Linked DNA regions of Sus scrofa: region 1 is linked to region 2. Evidence: chromatin contacts called from public Hi-C data. All regions are on one chromosome and are shown on one strand. Each heading gives the region's core, a stretch centred on a gene start, on an enhancer-like site or on the middle of the called end of the contact. The rest is flanking DNA. Distances are from core to core; before and after follow the strand shown.

Region 1 (4,806 bases), core at 869-3,368, 37 kb before region 2:
CTCATGGAAGAGCCACATTCATCCTGGTGGCCAACTCGCCCACACACCACCTGCCCTGTCCAGACCGCACACCCCCCAGGTTCTGCCGAGTTCTGTCTCCAAGGGGGGCGCCTGGGGAGAGCTTGGGGGCTACTCAGCAGCCAGAAGCTGAGACCCACCCCTCCACGGCCTCCTGCTTATATGAGCCCTGGGCTCTGATCACCTGGCACATTTCAGTTCTGTAGCTGCACCCCCTCTCCCCAGGAACATTGCACTTTGTATCTCACCTCCACAGAGACCGTCTGTGACCTGTTTGGGCTGTTCTGGGTTGAAGACTATAGAACAGATGCCTTTGACTCACTACTGTTTTTGTTACCTCCCTTGCCACACACCCACCACCAGTGTTTCCTATTAGATATTTACAGAGGGCCCAGGGAAACTCAAACCTGTGTTGGTTGCTCACTGGACCAGTTACAATTACAAGAGTCGACTGGGAGCTAGGCCCTGGGCTACATCTCACTTAATCCTCCAGGCATCCCATGAGGTAGCTCCTATTATTATTATTGGCTGTACCTGCAGCATGCAGAAGTTCCCAGGCTAGGGATCGAACCTCTGCCACAGCAGTGAGAACATTAGATCCTTAACTGCTGTGCCACCAGGGAACTCCAAGGCAGCTTCTATTACTATCTGCATTGTACAGACTAGAACACTGATTGTCACCGGAAAGGTGCCCCAGGTCATGCAGCTGGTGTGTAAAGGAGGGCGGGTTGAAAAGCAGGGCTGCGGAGGTTTATGTTCTCTCCACTCCCCAGCACGGCTGCACTGTGCTGTTCTCAGCTTGCAAGAGCTGGTTTCCCAAGGTCACTCAGCAAAGCAGGTGCAAGCCCAGGAGCTGCACCTTTGTGCCCCAAGCTGCGTCTGGGCTTCCCCTTTTCACCAAAGGCAAACTGAATGTTATGAAAAAGCCAGTCCTGCCTTGCTCCAAAGCCAAGAGCAGCCCCTTCAGCTCAGTAACCACAGAGCAGAAGTGCTGCAAATACCAACACTTCACAAGCAGGAAATAACTATTGCCAACCTTACGTTCCCACTTTCTTGCTCCCTCTGGAAAAAGAAAAAAGAAAGCTTTGGAACTTTATCTTTACAAAAGCACCTGACTTGAGATCCAGAGCAGGCCCTGTCCATCTGCAGTGCACAGCCTCACAGGCGATAGGCGGATAGTGACTATGACTGTTGTAGGTGGTTGATGCATTCATTGCTCGGTAGCAGGGAAGGCAAATGCTTGCATCCTCCTCATTGCGTTCTGTGATGGTCCTTCTTTGGGCAAGGTTGGAGCCTGGTCTTTACTTCAGGGGACCAGAGTGTGGCAGCCCCCGCCCCGCCCCGCTTCTCAGCTGGGAAGGGTTTGAGAAGGTGGTTCCTCCTCTGAGCCCCAAGAAGCTTGGCAAGTTGCAGTTCTCACTATGTCCACCAGGTGGCGCAGAACGCCCCATCCAGGAGGAAAAGGTACTAAGTCTATTTTAGGAAAGAGGCTGCCTTTATTTTCCTGACTTCCATAAATATATTTGAATTTAAATAGATTGTAAAACAATTAAAAAAAATAAAAAGGGAGTTCCTATTGTGGCACAGCAGAAACGAATCCAACTAGTATCCATGAGGATGCAGGTTCGATTTCTGGCCTTGCTCCGTGGGTTAAGGATCCGGCATTGCCCTGAGCTGTGGTGTAGGTTGCAGGTATGGCTCTGATCTTGCGTTGCTGTGGCTGTGGTGTAGGCCAGCAGCTGTAGCTCTGATTCGACCCCTAGTCTGGGAACTTCCATATGCCAAGGGTGCGGCCCTAAAAATCGAAAAAAGTAAAAGAATGTAAAAGTTAGGAATCTATCTGGACAAATGCCTCATCAGATCAGCTTGCTCTTTACAAACAGGAGTTACTAACCCCAGCTCCTGCAGGATGACGATTTTCTCCAGCTCTGAAAGGCCTTGATATTCCTTTCGTTAGAATAAATGACGTGTCATCTGTATTTTAAACAGACTTAATTAGGAACAACGAGGAGGCTTCCCAGTGGCTGAGGCAATGCCAGTTCAGTTTGGCTTAGGTCTGCCTCCTCCACAGCTCAGCCCTCTCTGCTTCCCCTCCACGCGGCAACCCCAGAAAACCACTGGCAGGGAAAGCAAGTCAGGGCTTCACATTTTCCACAGCACTCTTCAGCCAAAGATGCTCATGCCCCAGAAATTCTCTCCAGACCGAGCCACACATCTGCCTTTAGAAACCCAGCTGGTCCTCTCAGCAGGGGAGAAACTGTTTACCAGAACTCAGCTCCAGCCATCTAGCACCTAAATAGTCTTGGCACCAAGCCTGGCGGAGCCCTGAGTTGTGGCTGCCACTTTGAATTGGTAACCTGGCATTTCCTAGCACAGCGAGGGTGCCCAAGGTAACCTAACAGCAGCCCCAGTGACAGCCCCTCAGAATGGTGGGGGTTCCCTGTGCGTGTCGAGACAGGTGCCTGTCCAGTGGCCAGAAGGCGGAAAGGATGGATCCCATGGTGACCGAGAGGTGCCGGAAAGTGAGCCTGAACATGATCACTTGGCTGAATGAATTACAGATTGTTTTAAGGCAGTCCACGCGATGATACTTAATGTCTCATGGAACAGGTTTAAGAACTTCAGAACTTCCTTTAAAGGGACTGCATGGGAGTTCCCGTTGTGGCTCAGTGGTTAACGAATCTGACTAGGAACCAGGAGGTTCCGGGTTTGATCCCTCACCTTGCTCAGTGGGTTAAGGATCTGGCGTTGCTGTGAGCTGTGGGTTGTAGACGTGGCTTGGATCCCGCGTTGCTGTGGCTCTGGCGTAGGCCGGAGGCTACAGCTCCGATTAGACCCCTAGCCTGGGAACCTCCATAAGCCACAGGAGCAGCCCTAGAAAAGGCAAAAAAGTACCAATAAATAAATAAATAAATAAATAAATAAATAAATAAATAAAGGGACTGCATGAAAGTATTTGGCGATTCATCTATTGCACATCAAGACTTTGAAGGGACTTGAGTTTCTCATTTATCTATTCACTTACTTACTTATTTGTCTTTTTAGGGCCACACCTGTGGCATATGGAAGTTTCTAGGCTAGGGGTTGAATCTGAATTACAGCCGCCAGCCTACACCACAGCTACAGCAGCATGGGATCCGAGTCTTGCCGGCCACCTCACCACAGTGAGTGGCAATGCCAATCTCTGACCCGCTGATCAAGGCTAGGGATTGAACCTGCATCCTCATGGATACTAGTCAGATTTGTTTCTGCTGTGCCACAACAGGAACTCCTTGGATGTCTTTCTGATTTTAGCCCAATGCCAATTCCTCAGGAGAACACTCTCTGCTGATCCCCCAGGCTGGGTCAGGTCCTCCTGAATCTGCTCTCCTAGCATCATATGCTTCTCTTTTTATAGCACGCTCTGTAATTATATATAATAGGATTGATTTCTATGCATACTTCAAAAAAATATGATCAGGGTTAATATCCCTTTCAAGACAGTAAGTTCCAGGAGTGCATGGGCTGCTGTGTCTCTGGGGTTGGCCTAGGACATAGTAGGCAGTCGATAAATGTTTGTTGAATGACTAAGCTTAAGTGGGTTAGCCAACACTCTCCACAGATGAGTAGATGCTTTTCCTGTGGAGGAACCCCTAGGTCCAGGGGAGCCAGGCCCCATCCTCCAGCTCCCCTCAATTCAATTTCCTCAACTGATAGGCTGGGTGGAGCTCTTAAAGCAGAACTTGAGACACCAACATCAAATGCTATCATTTATATGTGGAATCTGAAAAAAGGACACAATCAACTTCTTTGCAGAACAGATATTGACTCACAGACTTTGAAAAACTTATGGTTTCCAAAGGAGACAGGTTGGGGGTGGGAGATAGGCTGGGGGTTTGGGATAGAAATGCTATAAAATTGGGTTGTGATGATCATTGTACAACTATAAATATAATAAATTCATTGAGTAATATAAAAAATAAAAAAATAAAAATCAAATTAAATTAAAAAAAAAAAAAAAGAACTTGAGCAGCTTGTCCAGGGAATGGGTTTTGGTGCCAGCTCACTTTCAGTCTGGTGTCATGACCTTGGCAGTGACTTTTAGCTCCTGAGACCAAAATTTATTTCCTGTATTTGTAAAACAAGAGATCTGATTAGTGGTTTAAACTAAAAGTGGTTTAACCTTTTCCCTAAGCTACAAGCATCTTGTGCATGCAGGAAGTCTGGCATTGAGTCATGAAGCAGGCTGGCCACGATACTCTCCACACCCGGGCAGTCAGGCCAGCAGATGTTGAGAGGTGATCAGCAATCAGAGGTGCAGGTCACTGTCTCCTCAGCCATCTCTGTACCCAACCCTGCCCACTGGCCATCATGTCTCCTCCAGGGAGCTTACGAGGCCCCAACAGTCTCCATACTGGGACTGTGTCCCTGTTTTGTACACACTTCAATCTGCTGCCCAAATTCTTGCTCTTGGACACACGGTGACAACTGGGAGGTCTAAAAGAGATGGTGCGTCTCTGAGTAGGACCTGGAGTGGGCACAAACCTCCGTGAGTCCAGTCCTGACTGGCTGGGGCAAATAAGGGGGCCCTGCAGGGTGGCAACGGGCTCACACATTCACTCACTCCACAAACATCCCCCAGCTGCAACACGTGCCTAGTGTGCTGGACTCCACTGCCCGCGGGGCCAGGCCTGAGGGCTTGGCTCCATCCTTCTGAGGCTCAGAGAGGCTACTCCATAGGGATGGGGCAGGGGATGCAGTGATACCCGCTGTCCATCGCCCTCTTCTCTTCACAGAGGACCTAAGCCA
Region 2 (4,741 bases), core at 681-3,180:
TCAGGCAGGTGGAGCTGTGGAGATAAGAATGCTCAGAGGCCACACACAGAATTCTTGAGACCCACAATTCCTCTGTGGAATCCAGATGCTGATGAGGTCCCCAGATAAACTCCTGGGGTTCAGGGGTCCCTTTGAACTGCTGCTGCTTTGAGCATCCCTGATGACCTTGACACCAACAATCAGAACGGAGAGGCGCTCTCTGCCCACCTCATCTCTCTACAATGAGCATTCTTGGAAAAGTACCTCCACTAAACAACTCTACCCTCTTATCATCTTTTTCTGTCCTCTTCTCTCCAAGTTTCCAGGGGAAAAATTACAGGACTGTGCTTTGCTAACCTCTGCGCTTTTCTGATACAAAGTGTGCCCTCTGTGTCCCAGCTTGGAATTCACAGATTTCCCTGGACCCTTCCTCTGTTCTTCCTCTTCTAAAGCTCCTAGGAGTTCTTGCCCAAGTTTCTCCACAAATTTTTTTTACTCTAGGATTTTATACAGGGTTGAACTTGGGTGGTGGCTTGATTTAAGAGATCATACTTATTTATTCCTGTGTAACTCCTCTCTGCTCCTTTTCTAGAATTTAGTCCAACAAATAAGGCATCGCCTTTAACAGAGCACTGGGGAACATGGACTTAAACTTTGGCACATGTTTTAAGAGCCTCTCCTCTCTTAAGTTAGACTCTCTAAAAAAAAACCCTGGAAACTGGTTTTATTGAAGTGCTTTCCAGTGTTTTCAGCATTTTGGTCCTCTCTGGAAGTTGCTTTCTTTCTGTTTGTAAATCTATACAGTAGTGTCAGTAATAGTGAGAACTAACATTTAAAGAGGTCATACAATGTGCCAGGCAAGCCTCAGAAATAGATATTATTATTCCTGTTTTATAGAGGCAGGAACTGAGGCCAGAGAAAGTCCATAGCACACAGAAGGCGCCCAGCTGGGATTCTCCCCAAGGCTGCGAGCTTAACTATGCTTAAGCTCCGAGGTCAAAGGGATCTGGAGTTCATTCTTATCCTGTCTCCCCCTCCTGGAGCTGGTGACCTAAATAATGTACTCAACCTTTTTGACCCTGAGTTGTTTCCCTTCTAATTAAATCTCGTTAAAGCATTCTTCGAAAGACCAAGCAGTAAATGAGAGGTTTGTGATGGGTCTATCTTGGTCCTAGGCTTTGGAAAACTGGGGTACCATGCACCCCGGCTGAAACCCTTCATAAGCAGGCTCCTTATGAAGGGTCCGGCTCCTCGAAGTGCCCCATCTCATGGTGGGGGTCCCACGACATCAATCCACTTAGGACGTATCATCCAGGGGACTTCTATATCCCTGTCCACCTGGCACGCTGACCGGAGTCTCGCTTTCTACCCACATCGCTCTGCGTCTCGGGCCCAGGCTCGCCACCTGTGCCCCGGAGGCCTCCCTCCCCGTCCAGGGCTCCTCCCCGGGGACTCTGGAGCCTCCCGGGCTCGGCGTCTTACCATGGCATCGTAACCCAAGGCGTTCATGAAGTGCGCCACCTCGGCGCCCTTATACACGGTGAACCAGATGGTGCCCTGGTACTGGTCGCCGGCGTCGAGCAGCAGCACGTGGGGTTCCGCCCGGCGGATCTGGCGCACCTTGGTAGAAAGTCGCGCCACGCCGCCCACGCAGAGGCTAGCGTTGACGCACTTGCTCGAATCGGCGCTCGTCTGCTCCAGGCGGCTGTGCACGTCGTTGGTGTGCAGGATGGTGAGCTCCCAGGCGCCGGCAGCGGGCCACAGCAGAGCGCCCAGCGCCAGGAGCCGCAGGGCCGGGGCGCGTGCGGCTCGGGGGCACATGGCTGCGGCTGGTGGAGAGGACGCGAACGTGGGTGAGTGCGGGAGAGCCGGGCGGGTGGCGGCGAGCGCGGCGGGCGCGGGAGTTAGGCGCCCCGGCCGGCTGGCGGGCTGGCGGGCGGGGCGGGGCCGGGGCGGGCTCTCCTGCCTCCCGGAGGCAGGCCCCAAGGCCAGGCGCACGCCCGCGCGGTCACCCGATCCGACCCTGGCCGCGGGGCAGCCCGGGCGCGGCTCGCGGCTGGCACTCACTCGGGGCGGGAACAGTGGGGAGGTTGTTCCCGGCGGGGGCGGACACGGGCCACAGTCCCGGCCCGACCCGGGAGCCGGGGTTCCACTGAGGGTGGGCTGCTCTTCCCGGGGTGCGAGGGAGGAATTGGAGGGTCCACCCCGCTTCCAGGTCTTTGCTGACCCTCGCCTCTTAAGAATTTTTCTGAGGGGGGATGCGCTGCTTGTGTGGGCTGGTGGTGGCGCGAGCTCATCACTTGAAAGAACGAAAGAGGGAAGAACGAGGAGGTAGAAGGGGAGAGTAGCGAAACGAGGGAGAGGTGAGCTCTGTGCTTTGCGGAGCCAAAGACGGACCGCCAGATGAGACTGTTCGCTTTCCAGTTTAAGAACACACCAAGTCCGCGTTGTTTAGATGTAGAATCTCAGAAGCTGCAAGTCATTCGAATCCAGTCCCACATTTATGGATGAATATAACCATAGCGATAAAACAGCAGCAGTGCGTGGATAGCTAAAATGGACAGTGCGAAGTGAAACCAGTGCGGGTGCCTTCTGTTGCTTTTCTGGGCATTTTTTTCTCTTATTTTTGAGGTTTTAATATTTTAAGAATGGTGTGTGTGTGTGTGTGTGTATTAAACGCACAGCTTTTGGCAAGGAAGGCAATAACAGTAGGGATGCATGCAATAAACCATAATTATAGCCGAATTTAATCTTGCTGCAGAATTTGCCTCTGTTTAACGGATTGATTCCTAAGTGCAGTTGTTAATCTAATTGAGAAGGGAAGGAGATGGGAATTAGTTTGGAGCTCCTACTAGGAGTCTCCTTGTTTATGTTTTACAGAACAGAGTATGTAGTCTTTACACTTTTCCAAAATGCATCAGGCGAGTCCTGTTTTATTTTTTTTAAAGCTTGGGGGGGGCTAAATATACATGATATAATTTATCATTTTAACTATTTTAAGTGTACAGTTGAGTGGCATCAAGTACATTCACATTGTTGTGCAGCTGACTCAGAGAGACAGCAGTGAATGATGGCTTGAAGCAAGATCTCTGCTCAGGAATTGAATCTGGGCAGCCTGGGTGAAATCCAGGAATCCTAGCCATTAGACCAGCTAGAGGTTAGAATTGCCCTGATTCTTGCCCCCTGTTGAAAGCAAGAATGTTTCAAGGAGGCAAAGACTGCAAACAAGTATAAAGTTTGTTATTTTAGACACAGTACAAAATGTGGGAGAGCACACAGAGAAGTAGTTTTTAAAGGGAAGCAAAACAGTAATACACACCCAAAAGAGGAGTGTGGGTGTGGGCTTCCTCCTCAATGAGGATTGAGCCATAGGTGATTTAAATCACTTATATAGGACAGTTCTTCCAGGTCTTTGTTTTTCTTTGGCCAATTATCTTGTTTTATTTCTCAGCCCTTACTGGACCCAAGGCCCTCCCTGATATGCATGGGCATCTTTTGGTCAAGATGGATTCCAGAGCAAAGGGTGTTGGGACAGATTCAGGACTTATTATGCCCTATGCCTCTCCCCCTTTTGACCCCCTAGGAGTCTTTTTGCATGTGTGTTACTGGGGAGGCCTCCTTGACCCCAGGAGTGATTGAGGTAGTTATCTTTTCACTCCAGCTGAGCTCAGTTCCTGCTATTAACTTTCTCCTTGAGGTGTCAAAGAGAAGCCAGGCCTAATTTGCTCATCCTAACAGGTCCCAGCTGTTCTCAGCCCAGGCGCCCAGCTACTTGGTGTCTCACAACCATCACCACCATCCCTCTCCAGAAATTTTTTGTTTTCCCAAACCAAAACTCCGTATCCATAAAATAATAACTTTCCATCCCTCTCTTCTCTCAGCCCTTGGCAATGACCATTCTACCCTCTTTGTCTATGAATTTGAGTACTCTAGCTCATGTAAGTGGAATCACTTTGTCCTTTTGTGACTTATTTCACTGAGTATAATGTCAAGGTTCAAACATGTTGTAGAATGTATCAGAACTTTCTTTTTAAGGCTGAATAATATTCTATTGTATGTATAGGTCACATTTTGTTTATCCATTCATCCATTGATGGACACGGGATGTTTCCACCTTTTGGCTATTGGGAATAATGCTGTTATGAATGAAGTGTACAAATACCTGTTTGAGTCTCTGCCTTCACTTCTTTTGGGTGTATAACTAAAAGGGGAGTTGCTGGATCATATGTCGTTCTATGGTTAATTTTTTGAGGAACTGCATACTTTCTTCTATAATGGTTGCACCGTTTTGCATTGCCATCAGCAATGCACAAGGGCTCGAATTTCTCTTTATGCTTACCAAGACTTATTTTCTGTTTTTGATAATAGCCATCTTGAGGGATTTGAAGTAGTATCTCATCGTGGTTGGATTTGCATTTCCTTAATGACTTTTTTTTTCTTTTTGCTTTTTAGGGCCGCATTTGCGGCATTTGGAGGTTCCCAGGCTAGGGGTCAAATTGGAACTACAGCTGCTGGCCTGCACCGCAGCCACAGCAACACCAGATCCTTAACCCACTGAGTGAGTTCAGGGATCAAAGCTGCAACCTCATGATTCCCAGTCAGATTCGTTTACACTGTGCCATGATGGAAACTCCCATCTCCTTCATGATGAATGATGCTGAGCATCTTATGTGCTTATTGGTCATTTGTGCATCTTACTTGGAGAAATGTCTATTCAAGTCCTTTGCCTGTGTTTTAATAGGATTACTTGGTGGTTTTGTCA

What was found. A called contact is a pair of places that touch in the nucleus more often than the background predicts.
Region 1: a contact with region 2 is called in a Hi-C map of skeletal muscle, with 5 times the contacts expected there. The contact joins the enhancer-like site here to the promoter of NT5E in region 2. A contact is called at or near these places in 19 of 47 Hi-C or Micro-C datasets (adipocytes, differentiating spermatogonia, embryonic fibroblasts and 11 more) and 1 of 2 datasets of contacts at active chromatin or transcription factors (skeletal muscle).

Annotation. Positions count from the first base shown.
Region 1 is chr1:54,434,618-54,439,423 of Sscrofa11.1, reverse strand. The region is part of intron 3 of NT5E (5'-nucleotidase); the gene reads right to left. Among named protein-coding and RNA genes, the nearest start is that of NT5E, 36 kb to the right of the region's middle. Within about 2 kb of position 2,118, at least 6 of the 83 cell types and tissues checked have an H3K27ac peak or open chromatin away from gene starts, as enhancers often do.
Region 2 is chr1:54,397,975-54,402,715 of Sscrofa11.1, reverse strand. It overlaps NT5E (5'-nucleotidase), which reads right to left and starts at 1,930. Exons shown (of 9, transcript XM_001927095.4): 1 at 1,462-1,930. The coding sequence starts at 1,800. It overlaps LOC102157437 (a long non-coding RNA gene), which reads left to right and starts at 1,717. Exons shown (of 9, transcript XR_002343406.1): 1 at 1,717-1,832.